Regions from separate parts of the Danio rerio genome. Here region 1 is linked to region 2. A link is a contact called in public HiChIP or PLAC-seq data. All regions are on one chromosome and are shown on one strand. Each heading gives the region's core, a stretch centred on a gene start, on an enhancer-like site or on the middle of the called end of the contact. The rest is flanking DNA. Distances are from core to core; before and after follow the strand shown.

Region 1 (6,931 bases), core at 4,011-6,510, 310 kb after region 2:
GACAAAACATTTCAATGGTTTTTTTTATCACAATTAGTTATAACATTATTATAACGTCCTCTGGCTAGCAGCGGTACCGTTAGCTGGGTGATGACGATGAAGAAGATGATGAAGAAGATGATGTTGCTCGTCTGCGTGACCGTTTCAGGTGTTTATCAGAAAATGTCTTTATTTACTCACCTTCTCCAGCTGAACTGATATTGGCGATGTGTCGGTTAACTGTGGCTTAAGCGGATGTGTTTGTCATCCAGCGTTTCGGCGCGAAGAGTCCGCTATGAATGAGAGCGATAGCCAGTTTTATCAGAAGCGCAGGATGACAACCGCCTCTCTGCGATAAAAACCACTTCCGCAATGCCTGTCAAAATAAAAGTCTCTTTTATTTACAAAACATTCTAGCCAGTGCACTCATCAGTGTTCATAACCACTACCCTGTTTTAGGGAACATAGATAAGTGCCCACTCTCACATCTCATTCGAGAATAAAAGTCCAGTTTGTTTCTCCAGTCATTTATTTGATGTCACTTTCTACGTGACCGTGCGATAAATCCACTTCCGCCTATCAAAATTAAGGTCTCATTCATCATTTTAATCATTTAGAGACTTTCTAGCTATTCTAGCCATTGTGAATATGTTTGTCTATATGTTATTTTTTTCTGTATGTTTCCCTAAAATAAAATAAAAAATCTTTTACAATACTTGATAAAAATATTTACTTTATTATGCCCATTTTACATTTACATTTACATTTAGTCATTTAGCAGACGCTTTTATCCAAAGCGACTTACAAATGAGGACAAGGAAGCAATTTACACAACTAAGAGCAACAATGAATAAGTACTAAAGGCAAGTTTCAGGTCTGTAAAGTCTAAGAAGGGAAGTGTTAGTAGTTTTTTTTTTTTTTTTTTTTTTTTTTTTGTACAATTAGTGTGATATTCAAAGAGGCAATTGCAGATTAGGAAGTGAAGTGGAGACTAAATAGTTGAGTTTTTAGTCGTTTCTTGAAAATAGCGAGTGACTCTGCTGTTCTGATGCAGTTAGGGAGTTCATTCCACCAACTGGGCAGATTGAGCGTGAGCGTTCGCGAAAGTGATTTTTTCCCTCTTTGGGATGGAACCACGAGGCGACGTTCATTCACAGAACGCAAGTTTCTGGAGGGCACATAGATCTGCAGAAGTGAGTGCAGATAAGAAGGTGCTAGGCCAGAAGTCACTTTGTAGGCAAACATCAGAGTTTTGAATTTGATGCGAGCAGCAACTGGCAGCCAGTGCAAACGGACTAGCAGCGGAGTGACATGTGCTCGTTTAGGTTCATTGAAGACAACCCGTGCTGCTGCATTCTGGAGCAGTTGAAGAGGCTTGATAGAGTTAGCTGGAAGCCCAGCTAGTAGAGAGTTGCAGTAATCCAGTTTGGAGAGAACAAGAGCTTGAACAAGGAGTTGAGCTGCATGTTCAGATAAGAAGGGTCGGATCTTTCTGATGTTATAGAGTGCAAATCTGCACGATCGAGCAGTTCTAGAAATGTGGTCAGAGAAGTTTAGTTGGTCATCAATCGTTACTCCAAGGCTTTTCACCATTTTGGATGCAGTAATGGTTGCCCCATCCATCTGGATTGAAAAGTTATGGTGTAGAGTCGGGTTGGCAGAAACTATAAGCATTTCCGTTTTTGCGAGGTTCAGCTGAAGATGATGATCTTTCATCCAGTGTGAAATATCCAACAGGCAGGCTGAGATACGAGCTGGAACGGAGGGATCATCAGGATGAAAAGAGAGGTATAGCTGGGTGTCATCAGCATAGCAGTGGTAGGAGAATCCATGTCTCTGGATGACTGGTCCTAGAGATGATGTGTAGATGGAGAAGAGAAGTGGCCCAAGAACAGAGCCTTGAGGTACCCCAGTGTTTAGATGCTGTAGGTTGGACACCTCTCCCCTCCAAGACACCCTGAATGACCTGTCAGAGAGGTAAGATCTGAACCATTGTATAACAGTGCCCGCAACGCCCAGTGACTCAAGCGTAGATAGCAGGATCTGGTGGTTGACAGTGTCAAAAGCAGCTGACAAGTCCAGCAAAATGAGGACTGATGATTTAGAGTCTGCTTTAGCCAGTCTGAGATCCTCCACGACCGAGAGCAGGGCAGTCTCAGTCGAGTGGCCTTTCTTAAAGCCGGATTGCTTGTTGTCCATGAGATTGTTTTGAGTAAGAAAGTCCAGGACTTGATTGAACACTACTTTCTCCAGAATCTTGGCCATGAATGGAAGCAGGGATACTGGTCTGTAGTTTTCAAGTAGCGTATGGTCCAGGTTGGGTTTCTTTAGCAGTGGGGTTACCCTAGCCTGCTTAAATGTAGTGGGGAATAAACCAGAGTCAAGAGATGTGTTAATTATGTGAGTCAGTGTTGGTAATAAAGATAAATAATTTTAGGTATTTATTATTAGGTATTAAATAATAGGTAATAAAATAATAATTTTAATAAAGAAGCCCATTTACTTAAATGACTTTTTATTTGTTTAGGTTGTATTGTTAAATTCTCAACGTAGGCTATACACATGGTTTATTCATTCATTTTCCTTAAGCTTAGTCCCTTTATTCCTCAGGGGTCGCCACAGCAGAATGAACCGCCTACTTTTCCAGCATGTCTTACACAGTGGATGTCCTGCAGCTGCAACCCAGTACTGTAAGACACTCATACACACTCACATTCACACACATACACTTTGACCAATTTAGTTTATTCAATTCACCTATAGCACATGTCTTTGGACTGTGAGTGAAACAAGAGCACCCAGAGGAAGCACATGCTAACACAGGGAGAACACACAAACAGTGCTAACCACTGAGCCAGCGTGTTGCCCATATACACATAATTGTTTATGTAAATGATGTTACAGAAATATAATATAGAAAAGTATATGTATGTATTACAAAAATACATTAATAAAGCCCAGGTGGTTTGAATGTTTCCATAACAAACCTTGTTAAAGGACTTACACCTGACTCAGGAATGGTAAACATGACATTTTAATAACAAATGAATAGATCTAGATTTAAAAAGTCTAGATGACCTATTTTAGGTATTATTTTCTGATCACTTTTGAATTGACTTTTTTTTTTTTTACCTTGATTTGAACTTGTTTGCAACTGATACATGGAATGAAAATGTGAGAAATGTACTTGTTTGTTTGTTATCAATAAAAGCAAATACATGAAACACTACAATACACCAGAGTTTGCAAAACTGAGATAAAAAAAAAACAAAAGGGTTAGAAGCTGAATTAATTAAATAATAAAATGAAAATGATTTTTGTTTTAAAAAGACTGCATGAAAAGAGTTAGGGAGAATCGATAAATTGATGATAAGTAATTGCTCTGGTTTGAATAATTTTTGATGTTCCGCAAGAAAAGCAACTGTGATGTGATTATGAGCTTTTAAAGGCAAATTCACAATACACCAACAAACACTAACAATCAAGAGACTACAGCATGTCACTTCTCAAACATTCTACAACCTGACAAACTGTAGCTCAGCATATTCAGTCAGCAAAAAATAAGCTCCAAAAAACACAATAAAAAAAAAAGAAGTGAAATTTTTGAAAACTGCTTATATAAGATACATAGTAACTGCACAGTACATAAAGGGGAAATTTACTAATTTATTTAACAGTAATCATTTTACTGTAGTTGCAGTTTAACTCTGTTAAAGCATAGGATAACATTGATGTTCTCAACTTCTCTTGAATTATGTAAATTGATAATATGCTTGAATGGTGTGCTGCTGTAATTGCCATTAAAGGAGAACCTACTAAATATCAAATTAAAAGTTAATTAAAACAATGCAACTCACGTTATCTGTTGTATTCACATCCCATTACATGTAAAGGTGTATTATATTTGAAGGGTCTGGCTGCAGATGGGTGCAGATGCAAGCTGAGACTGCATGCAATGCTTTTAATGCATATACCCAACCCAACCCAACCCCTAACCCTACCCCTTACAGTGAGGTCACTGGCTCAATTGAGTGCATTTTTTTATTGCACAAACCATCACAAACATACATACAACACAACATAAAATAAAAGGCGAACATAAAAAAGCTAATATAGCAATGGTAAAAAATAAACAAAAAAAAAAAAATTAAATACACATAAAATGTAAAGCATTTCTACATCCAATGATTTTAAGAATTAACAGGGGAATAAAAAAACTTATAATAATTTATACATTTCTTAGATTTTTTGCTTTTCAACAATTTCGCAGTAGAAATAAAGAAACTAAATAGATATAAAAAACTGTTCATGGGGGAGATGATTTAGCAAATTTCTGTTTGTGTATGTAAAATTTGGCCAACAAAATGGCAAGATTATATATTCAAGACTTTTGTTGGATATGTTTTCATAATAAAAAATAATATCTTTTAATGTAAAATAATAACTAAGTTTTGCCATTTTAAAAATATATTTGGCTAGATCCTTCCAGCAACTGTTTAACATACAATGTTGCATTAAATAAATAAAAGACAAAGGTTCTCTTTATCTGGATTGAAAAAACTACAGATGTCCTACATTTTAATATACTATATAAAGATTGTACTGGGTAAATTGTATTTAGTATTTTAAAATGAAGTGCATATGTCTGAGACTGGATGGCTGAGACTGCGTGTGCAAGTCTGCATCCAGATACTACTGGAAATTGTATATGGGATTTATATAAATTAATAAATCAATGAATAAATCATTCATTCATTCATTCATTTTCTTTTCGGTCCCTTTATTAAGCCGAAGTTGCCACAGTGGAATGAACCGCCAACTTATCCAGCATATGTTTTACACAGCGGATGCCCTTCCAGCTGCAACCCATCATTGGAAAACATCCATACACACTCATTCACACACATACACTACGGACAATTTAGCCTAAACAACGCAAACACTGGGAGAACGTGCAAACTCCACACAGAAATGCCATTTGACCCAACCAAGGCTCGAACCAGCGACCTTCTTGCTGTGAGGCGATGGTGCTATTCACTGTGCCACCGTATCACCCATGAATAAATCAATTTGATTCATTTTGGTAACTAATTATACTTTGCACTGTGTTAATCGCATATTGTGAGTGTATTTCTCTTGGCATTGTTTCTTACATATTCATAACAGTAGTAAAAAAAAAAGAGTTGACCTACAAATGACGCGCCCCCTGCTGTCCGCGAGGCGACGAGCACCGGAGCAGCTTGACCCGGAGGAGAAGCGCCGCATCGGCCATTTTGGGCTCAAAGGGGGCTTTTCTGTCACCACGTGAGGGCTGGGTTAATTAGTCCGACACGGGCGCTAAATCGAGCCGAGCGAGGACTCCGAGAACAAGGGAGTGATAACCGGGCAAGACGCTGCTTCTCAAACCTGCACTCGCTTCACATGTGCTGAAATAGAGAGTGAACAGGATGCCGACAGTCACTTTGCCTCCCAAAGAAAACGCTCTGTTCAAGAGGATCCTGGTGAGTGCTAATGCTCCACCACAGCCACATCCATCCCACAAATACAGCCCGCGAGCTGCTGTCATTGGCGTTAAAGAGAGCTAAAGTTAATGCTTCTGCAGATCCACTGCTTTTTATTGTGCTAAACTCAGCCATCAAGAGTGTATTTTTGTTAAATGGAGGTTAGCGTTTAGCTTGTTAGCTGCTAGCTGTCAGTGTGCTAATGTAGCTAAACATACAGACACAATGCTGTCGGAAAGAGGTTGTCAGTGGAAGGGCGAAGGCGAACAGGGGTTGTAACTTAGGGAATTGTTTATGTTATTTGATTTTGCTTAATTTAATTGAGGGTTTTATTCAGTTTATGTATGATCAAGGAGTGAGGGTGAATCATGTTGCATGTCACTGACTGAAGTCAGCCTCATTATGGCCTGTTCATCCAGCAAACCACTTTTTAAGACTTTCGTAGTGAACACAATATTCTGATTTACTATTGAGTGAGCTTTAGTGTGTTCTTTGTTAATGTAAGATGTGCTCAACATGTTCGTAGTGTTTGTGTTGTTTGCTTTTGAGGGAAAGGCTGAAAGTTGAGTGATGCTCAACTTCAAAACTACAAACACTTGACAGTTCGTCGTGAAAGCATGTAGCCTTTTCGTTTTTAGGGATGTTGTTCTGCTTTCTTGTAAAGGTTTTGGATCCTTGACTCATGAGTGTAGTTGTGCATTTTGACTTCCTACTTTATATTTCATGACACTTGTTTGAACCATTTTCTTTTATCATAAAGTGTTCTGTTCTTTATCTGCACAACTCTGGTTTGCACTCATTTGCCATATACCCTTAATGTTATTGTATTGTTTACAATTTTTTATTCCTTATGTATATTTTTAGACTACATTTTATGTACAATAATATATATTGTAAAATTTCTTTTTCTTAAAACTACTTTTTTATATTAATATTATATGTTAGGCACCTAGGATCTGAGAGTAACGTAATTTCGATTCTCTAAATGTCCTGTACATGTGGCTGAATTGACAGTAAAGCTGACTTTGACTTTGACAAGTTTACTTTAAATACAGTGCTCATCATATGCAAATAAACTCCTCACAAAGCTATCTTTATATTTTTAATAGGAAGCTATACAATATTGTATGTTTGCATATACATTAGATTAGTCAGTAACAAAGCCAAATCTGGAACTTATCTAACAAAATAACTTATGATATCAGTCCAAAAACGAGCACACCCGAATTTATGTTATAGAAAAATATTAAGCAGAATTTTTAAAAAGCGTGGGGAAAAAGCAAAACAAAAAAGGAAACATTTAGTTGAAATTTTGTAGGTTGTAATTTATTTTTTGAAATATTTTGCTTGAATTTAATTGTATTATTTTTCAATTTCTAAATATAAATTCGGTGACTTAAATATAATTTTAATAAATATATTTGTTTAATAAATCTGTTTTGTTTAAATGC
Region 2 (7,407 bases), core at 3,117-5,616:
ATTTTAATACCTCTTTAAACCTTTTAAAGACCTTCTTAGAATATTCTAAGACCTCATCTCCACTTCAAGTTCAAATCAGTTTCAAACCTTTAACTTAATAAACAGTTGTTAGTAAACTGTTGTAGTTAAAAAAAAAATCAATGGAGCACATCCGTGCAACAGGACTCTGATAAGCTCGGAAGAAACAAAGCTTGATAGAATAAAATACACAGTTATTTTCAGCGACAGGCTTCAGAAACTGTTTGAACTTGTCTTTTTCCAACCAAGAATAGGCAGACAAGAATAGCAAAACTTTCCCATTTTACCGTCTGTTTCGCTCTATGATTTCTCTACATGTGGAGAGCGTCGCATCACCATCCTGCGTTTGTCGCAAATTACGTGACATCACCTGGACAGTGGAGCTTGGCCGCATGCTCCCCGGCCTGAACCAATCACATGGATTGAGCAGGTCATTGCAAATTTTAGGAGGAAAATGAATATAGTTATGCTTCTTTTGAGTCAAACACTTTGGTCAAAGACTGAACAAAAGTTAAGATCTAGTAAAAATGCGATTAAGACTTTTTAATACCTTTTAAGGGCCTTAATTTTTTCATAATTGATATATTAACTTTTAATACTTTTTAAGACCCTGCAGGCACCCTGTATAGAGAAATAAGTCCATAAAATAATCAGGTTTTTCTATTGTTATTTACAACACCAATACAGACAATACATCATTTACATCCAAAATCAAACAAAAAGTTCTTCAGGGGTAATTAATGTGTCTGTGTTCTATGGAAAATGGGATTCAAAAAGATAAATGATAAGTGCAAAGCACTCAAAAAGTAAGTCTCAAAAAAAAAGCCTTTTTGTTAAGTAACACATAATATTAAATTTACATTTATTCATTAATTTTCTTTTCGGCTTAGTCCCTCCATTAATTTGGGGTTGCCACAGTCAAATGAACTGCCAACTTATCCAGCATATATTTTACGCAGCAGATGCCCTTCCAGCTGCAACCCATCACTGGGAAACTCCCATACACACTAATTTACACACACAATCATACACTACGGTCAATTTTAGCATACCCAATTCACCTGTACCATGTCTTTGGACTTGTGGGGGAAACCGGAGCACCCGATGGAAACCTATGCAAACACGAGGAGAATTCCACACAGAAATGCCAACTAAGCCAGCCGAGGCTCGAACCAGCGATCTTATTTTTGTGAGACAAACATGCTACTCACTGCGCCACGGCGAATATAAAAACATATTTTTGTCAAAAGTGAATTACAGTTGAGAAGGCATTCAGCAATTCAACAAGAAGAAGCAGTAGACACAAGAAGTGCAAACCCAGCAGTCACACATCATCTTAAGACAATAGCCCCTTTCACACATACAGACCTTTCCGGAAAATTGCCGGCAATTTTCCGGAAAGGTTGTATGTGTGAACAGGTCCTTTTTGAAAATACCGGTAAATTCGTTCTGGCTATTTTCCAGAAAGAGAAGTTGTAACATTACCGGCAATTTGCCGGAATGCTGCGCTGTGTGAATGCAGAAGCAAGATTGCCGTAATAAGCGCGTGCACGTCTAGAACGTGCTGACGTGAGACGTCTGCTTTAGCCAATCCCAACAGTCAGACGCATTTACGTCCGCGCGGTTTATGAGAATAAAAGCCTTTGAATATTTTTCCAGGCACATTTAGCTGCTAGAAGTTAGTCAGATCACGTTTATATGTTCTTCTTAATGCCAACTGTGTAAATAATCATCGATGAGATGCTTATGATAAGCCGTTGTTTGTTTACCTTCAAGCTTTGCGTGTGCCTGTGAAGTGAAACAGCCTGTGAGCGCCTGCACACGCACATATTCACAATATTGATCATCCACAGAGTTTGTAATTTAGTAAAATGTTTACAAATACAAGCGCAGCCGTTTAAAGCTCATTTGTGGTGAATGATGTCAGAATTTACCGGTATTTTGGAATGGATGTGTGAATGCTCTTTTCCGGAAAATTTCCGTAACGTCCTCGCCTGTGTGAACAGCGCTTTTTTGAATATACCGGTAAAGTCGTTCCGGAAATTTTCCAGATATTTACTGGTATCACTGTGTGAAAGGGGCTTTTAATATTAGGTCAGATTAAGGTCGTGATGTCAGGTGACCAAAATTCAATGTCTAGTCAGTGTCTAAGAACATTATTATTTTGATTTTCAATAACAACATCAAATGGCGCTAATATTTGGTGGATTTTAGGTTGTGTTAGAAAGCGACCAAAATTCAACGTTGAGCCAACATCCTAAACCAATGTCATATTTATGTCACATACTGACATTTAATCGTCAGGTATGGCAACCAAAATATAACGTCTGATCAATGTTTTCCACACATCGTCAGCTTTAACATCAAGGATGATTTATAGTCGCTTACATATGCTTTGGCCATGACGCGCAACCTCTCAAAAAATGTAACTATACGTCGCAATGAAGAATAGCGCAAGCTCTGTTATTGGTCGGCTTGGTAGTGGTGACAAGCGTTGGCATTGCTGCGAGAGTTTACCAGTTTTGAGTCACGTGAAGCAGCTCCAGATGTAAACTTTGATTTTTTCGGTTCCCGCCTCTGAATGAGCAAGTTTGAGCTACTTTTAGCATTCAGAAAAAAAAAAAACACCAGCAAAGAACCTCGACACAGAGGAATTTAAAAACCTACTGCCAACTAGCATTTCGGAAGTGTTACTGCAGAGGAACACAAACAAAGCGCAGAAATGTGACTGCACGGCTACGTGCAAAGCAGACGATTATGCCGATTCCTTGATGCAGAAGTATAAATCAGCCTTAAGACGTTGATATTTAGTTGTATTAAGGTTGCACTGGAAAGTGACTGAAATCTTCGGACACTGACATTTGTCTAATGTTGGGTTCTGACATCAACCCGATTTTTATTTCCACCTGAACTGCAACGTTCCACAACATTGGGGTACAACGTCAATCTGACATCATGTTGATAAAGTTAGGTAGAGTGTTTTTTGAGATAGAGTAAAGAGTGTTTCTACAGGTGGTTTTTCAAGCCCACTCACCTGTGTGAAGCGTTCTTCATAAATTCTTTGTAAGAACGTGTCTGGTTCAAATGGGCAAATCTGGTGCAAGTGTCGGGTAAAGTGTCAGAGGGATGAAAGAACGTGTTTTCTACAGGTGGTTTGTCAAGCCCACTCACCTGTGTGAGGCACACTTAGTTTGGGTTGTCATGTGGTGAGGTGAGAGAGAGGAGGTCCTAGTTGTGTTCAAAGACCTTCAGGTGATCTTCGAAGAGATGGGGTTTTTGTTGTTGTTTGAATGATAGTGAATCCGCAGTCCATGTGAACACTTCAAACTATTAAAAATGTCTATAAAATAATCTTTTTTCGAACTTTTCAACATCAAACTGTGTTGTCGGAAAGATCAAGGTACCAAATTACAATTTAAAAGCATAAATAAATGGGGAAAATGACAAAATATGGAAATATTTGTACTTTATGCCTTTAGTTGTTCATCATAGTTAAAAAACACAACGAGTTAGATAATTAACATAGAATTATCATATCTATACCTCCACACAGGCCCAATCACAGAATGTCACACAGCCCGGAGTACCACTGAATATCAGCTTTACAGTGGCCGCCAATGCTACAGGTGGAAACTACATAATCCGAGCTCGGACCAACCAGGGCTTCAGTGTGTCTGTCTCCAGCTCTCTGCTAGTTGCAGCGGGAGGAAGCGCTCAAGGAAACATCACACTGATCACACCATCTGACACAGAGTCAGGGACAGACGTCACACTCACCATTGAAGCAGAAGCTCCAGGATCCACTGACCTGAATTACGCCACGCTGAGACTCACCGTCTCCACAGCCAGTGCTGTTTTCAGTGGACATTACTCGCTTTCTATCTGTCTTTCCGTTTTCTGCTTTTTCATTTCCTATGTTATTGGACTCTAAATTAAATTCAGCCTAACCAGTAATGTACACTCATATCTTGTTTTGAGTTATCAGTTGTGTGCTCAGTATACACAGTATATATCGAAGGAAAAAAAGGTTACTGTAAATATTGCACCTTCACTTTCTGTATTGTATGAGCAGGTGTGTTTGGGGTTAGTTTTGTCGGTTAGTCTGATTTTCTTTGCAAGTTTATTAAAGACAAAGTTCACTTAAGGGGCATCTGAAATTGTGTAAGCTAATATCACCTTGTTCTTTCTTCTTATTCAGCCCGTTCTTTTGCTCTGAGGTTTCTCTTCTGTTGGTTATACTGTAAGTTTTAAGTCTTAAGACAGTTTTGGAGCACTGAATCAATAAAATTACCTGTACACTTGTGATCTCGATCTACCACTTATATATAGCTAAAACATACCAAGAAACATGCTATAAATGCATTCAGGCATGTTTATGAATTAGACATGAGACTTTTTTTTTTTCAAGAATTTTGGCTGCATATCAGGTGCAGGTATTTGATACCATCTTTAGCTGTTAATTAGTGTTGAAAAGGAAAAAAGAGACTAGTTAAATCCAGTTGAGCAAATCACTATCAAACAATAGGTGTACACCCTACAGTTTGACACACCCAAAATAGTAAGGAAGTACTCATTTATAATGTCATTCTTTCTGAGTCACACGCACATCTAAGGATAATCATTTTATGTAATCCCTAATTTACATAACAAAATAAGGTGTAAAACTGGCATTCGGGGCATGTGCTAAAGGGTATAAATATACAGACAGAATCTGTGCATCAGTTTCAGAGCACACAGAAAATCTGCAACAAGGTAATCAGGAAATTCGCTAATTCGGCTGTTTTTGTGTATGACATTTGCGGTGACTGTGTTCTGTAATGTTTTGTGTGTAAATTAAATAGCCTAATTCAACTGTTTAAAAGTTAATTGTTCATATTTTTTGTTTGTTTCATAAAGAATTTCTTTAGGCTGTTTAATTTTATAACTGCATTTTTCCATAGCACCTACAGTTGTGGAAAGATGGTTGCAGGGCTTGCTGTGGCTATTTTTCTCTTCTGGGGGATCGGGTTCAATCTTAATGAGGTGGCAGGATTCAAACCTCTGTTTTCTGCGGGCTCCTTCACTCATCGAGACATCACTCAGTTCGCCATGCTCCGCAAGACTGCAGAAGTGTGCCGGGACATCGCCATTGCCCAGGGGCGAGACTTCACACTGCCTGTAAGAAAAATTCATGGCCATGAACCAAACAATGATAATTATATGGTAGTAATTAGCCATTCAGATTTGTCAGAAAGAGTAAAAAACAAGGTGTGATTAGCATTACTTGTAGGTGCACTTTTTGAAAATAGTTTAACAACATAACAGTCATACCTCAAATGTCTTTTAAACCTGCTGGATATTTATAAATATAATAATAATAATAACAGTTAGGCTGCACACAGACTTGATTTAAACCAGAAAAAGAATGCTGACAATAGTCCCTTTATAAACTACAATAGACTAACTGCTGTTATTCTAATAATGTTACTCGACTTGACAGAGAAAGAAAGTCTGTCAGAAAAGTCAGGTGGCAGGGAATTCGTTTACAGCAGGTCTGGAATGACCTTGATGTTTGTTTTGTAGTTACATCATGACCACTGTGTAAACACAAAACAGGCTATGGTTTCCTTGCAACATGATTCATCAATTGTAAAATAAAATAAAATTCAGAACGCTAGGATTTCGAGACAAAAATAAGTTTAAATACTGTACCTACGTTTAAATACAGGAATCTGCGCAAAGCTTTACACAGCGTGAGCTTCAGCGCATGCATAGAATCTCAAGTTGTGGAGGCTGTTTTAGAATAACATTTTTAATATGAGATTTAAAATGTATTTTAATTACTTCTGCTGACCAGGGTTGCGTTTCCCAAAACCATCGCTAGCCATCTAAAGTCGCTGCAACCACAACGTCAAGCTGTCACATCATCAGATGTTGATATTCGGTTGGCTTTAAGTTGGACATTGGACAATGACGTCAGCCTGACATTGAGTTGTGACATCAACCCGATTTTCATTTCCAAACAAAATGCAACGTCCCCATGACGTTGTGGTATAACTTCAATCTAACGTCACGTTGACGTCTTGTGCCTGCTGGTTGTTTAAGGCCATTTCGGTCGTCCAGTAAACATTTGTCATCTTCTCATCAGTGACATGCATCTAAACAGTCTCTGGGTCAATGCATGTAAAGATTTTGGACTATTATATTACTATTTGGACTGTAACTATTATATTTGCTGCTATTATAAATTGCCCATAATGAGGTGGTTCATCATGATGTGATTTACCTTCTATGTGCGATTTGATTGGACAGGAATCACAGGACTTATTTTTCTAATCCCCATAGACAAGAAATAAAGAAGTGACTGCAAGTTGAAGGGAAGTAAAATAACCGATACAGCACTAAAAATGTACTCAAGGGAAAGTAAAAGTACACATGTTTAAAAAATACTTAGTAAATTACAATTATTTCTGAGAAAAAACTACTCAGTTACAGTATTTTGAGTATTTGTAATTAGTTCCTTTAAATCACTGGGTGGTACCTTTTCGAAAGGTACAAACCTGCTATATTAGTACCTAAACAATACAAAAAATTTAGGTACTAATATATATACTTTTAAGGTACCAATATGGACCCTTCAAGTACAAATGTGTACCTTTTGAAAAGGGACCACCCCAGTGACAGCTCGCGTACCTTTATTTCTGAGAGTGTAGGCAAATATTATAATCAATTATTAACAGTTGAGGAAGTGTTTTTGATTAAGAGAAAGAAATAAAAAAGAGAAAAATAAAAAATTCTTTAAAATAAAAAGCTTATGTAGTATTACACTACCGTTTACAAATTCAACTTCTAATCACAGGATTAAATTCAATGATATTATATCTTCAATTATACTATATCTTCAAATAGATAGTATATATATATATTTTGCAACTAAATGCATGCTTGATGAGCATAAAAAACATAAAAAAACTTACTGTCCTGGTGTGTGTTCGAGTTCTTGATAATAATTACAGTGAAAATATCTTCATTTGCTTTCCTCATGTATATTTGATTAATTGTCATTGTAATGTCAGTCACTTGTTTAATTCTGTTTAAAATGTCTAATATTTTATCATTACTAGTTTCCCTTTCTGTGGGTTTATGTTAATTTCATGCATGTGATTTTAGTTTTTATTCTGACTGTGTTTTTTACTGACCATTTTTTCAAGGTTCTGTCTGTGAATCCTTTGGATTTAGATCTGATGTTCCTGTTTTGTCAGATCAAGCAATATAATATAATATAATATAATATAATATAATATAATATAATATAATATAATATATATTTCATCTCTAGATAAACAATGGATTGACTTCATCTGCTGTCCAAAAGGCCTGCTCATCATCTGCTTCATCTTCAACTCTCTC

What was found. HiChIP or PLAC-seq counts read pairs in DNA pulled down with a chosen protein or histone mark.
Region 1: an H3K4me3 HiChIP or PLAC-seq map of gastrula embryo shows a contact between it and region 2, with 2.7 times the contacts expected there. The contact joins the promoter of naa15b here to the promoter of vwa10.2 in region 2. A contact is called at or near these places in 2 of 4 datasets of contacts at active chromatin or transcription factors (embryo and gastrula embryo).

The regions. Positions count from the first base shown.
Region 1 is chr1:43,709,355-43,716,285 of GRCz12tu, forward strand. naa15b (N-alpha-acetyltransferase 15, NatA auxiliary subunit b) reads left to right here and starts at 5,261. Exons shown (of 20, transcript NM_203321.2): 1 at 5,261-5,480. The coding sequence starts at 5,427. clgn (calmegin) reads right to left here and starts at 287. Exons shown (of 15, transcript NM_001077541.1): 1 at 181-287.
Region 2 is chr1:43,404,648-43,412,054 of GRCz12tu, forward strand. vwa10.2 (von Willebrand factor A domain containing 10, tandem duplicate 2) reads left to right here and starts at 4,367. Exons shown (of 16, transcript XM_680202.10): 1 at 4,367-4,770; 2 at 4,959-5,175; 3 at 7,337-7,407. The coding sequence starts at 4,978. It overlaps vwa10.1 (von Willebrand factor A domain containing 10, tandem duplicate 1), which reads left to right. Exons shown (of 16, transcript XM_073952944.1): 16 at 3,572-4,321. The coding sequence ends at 3,949.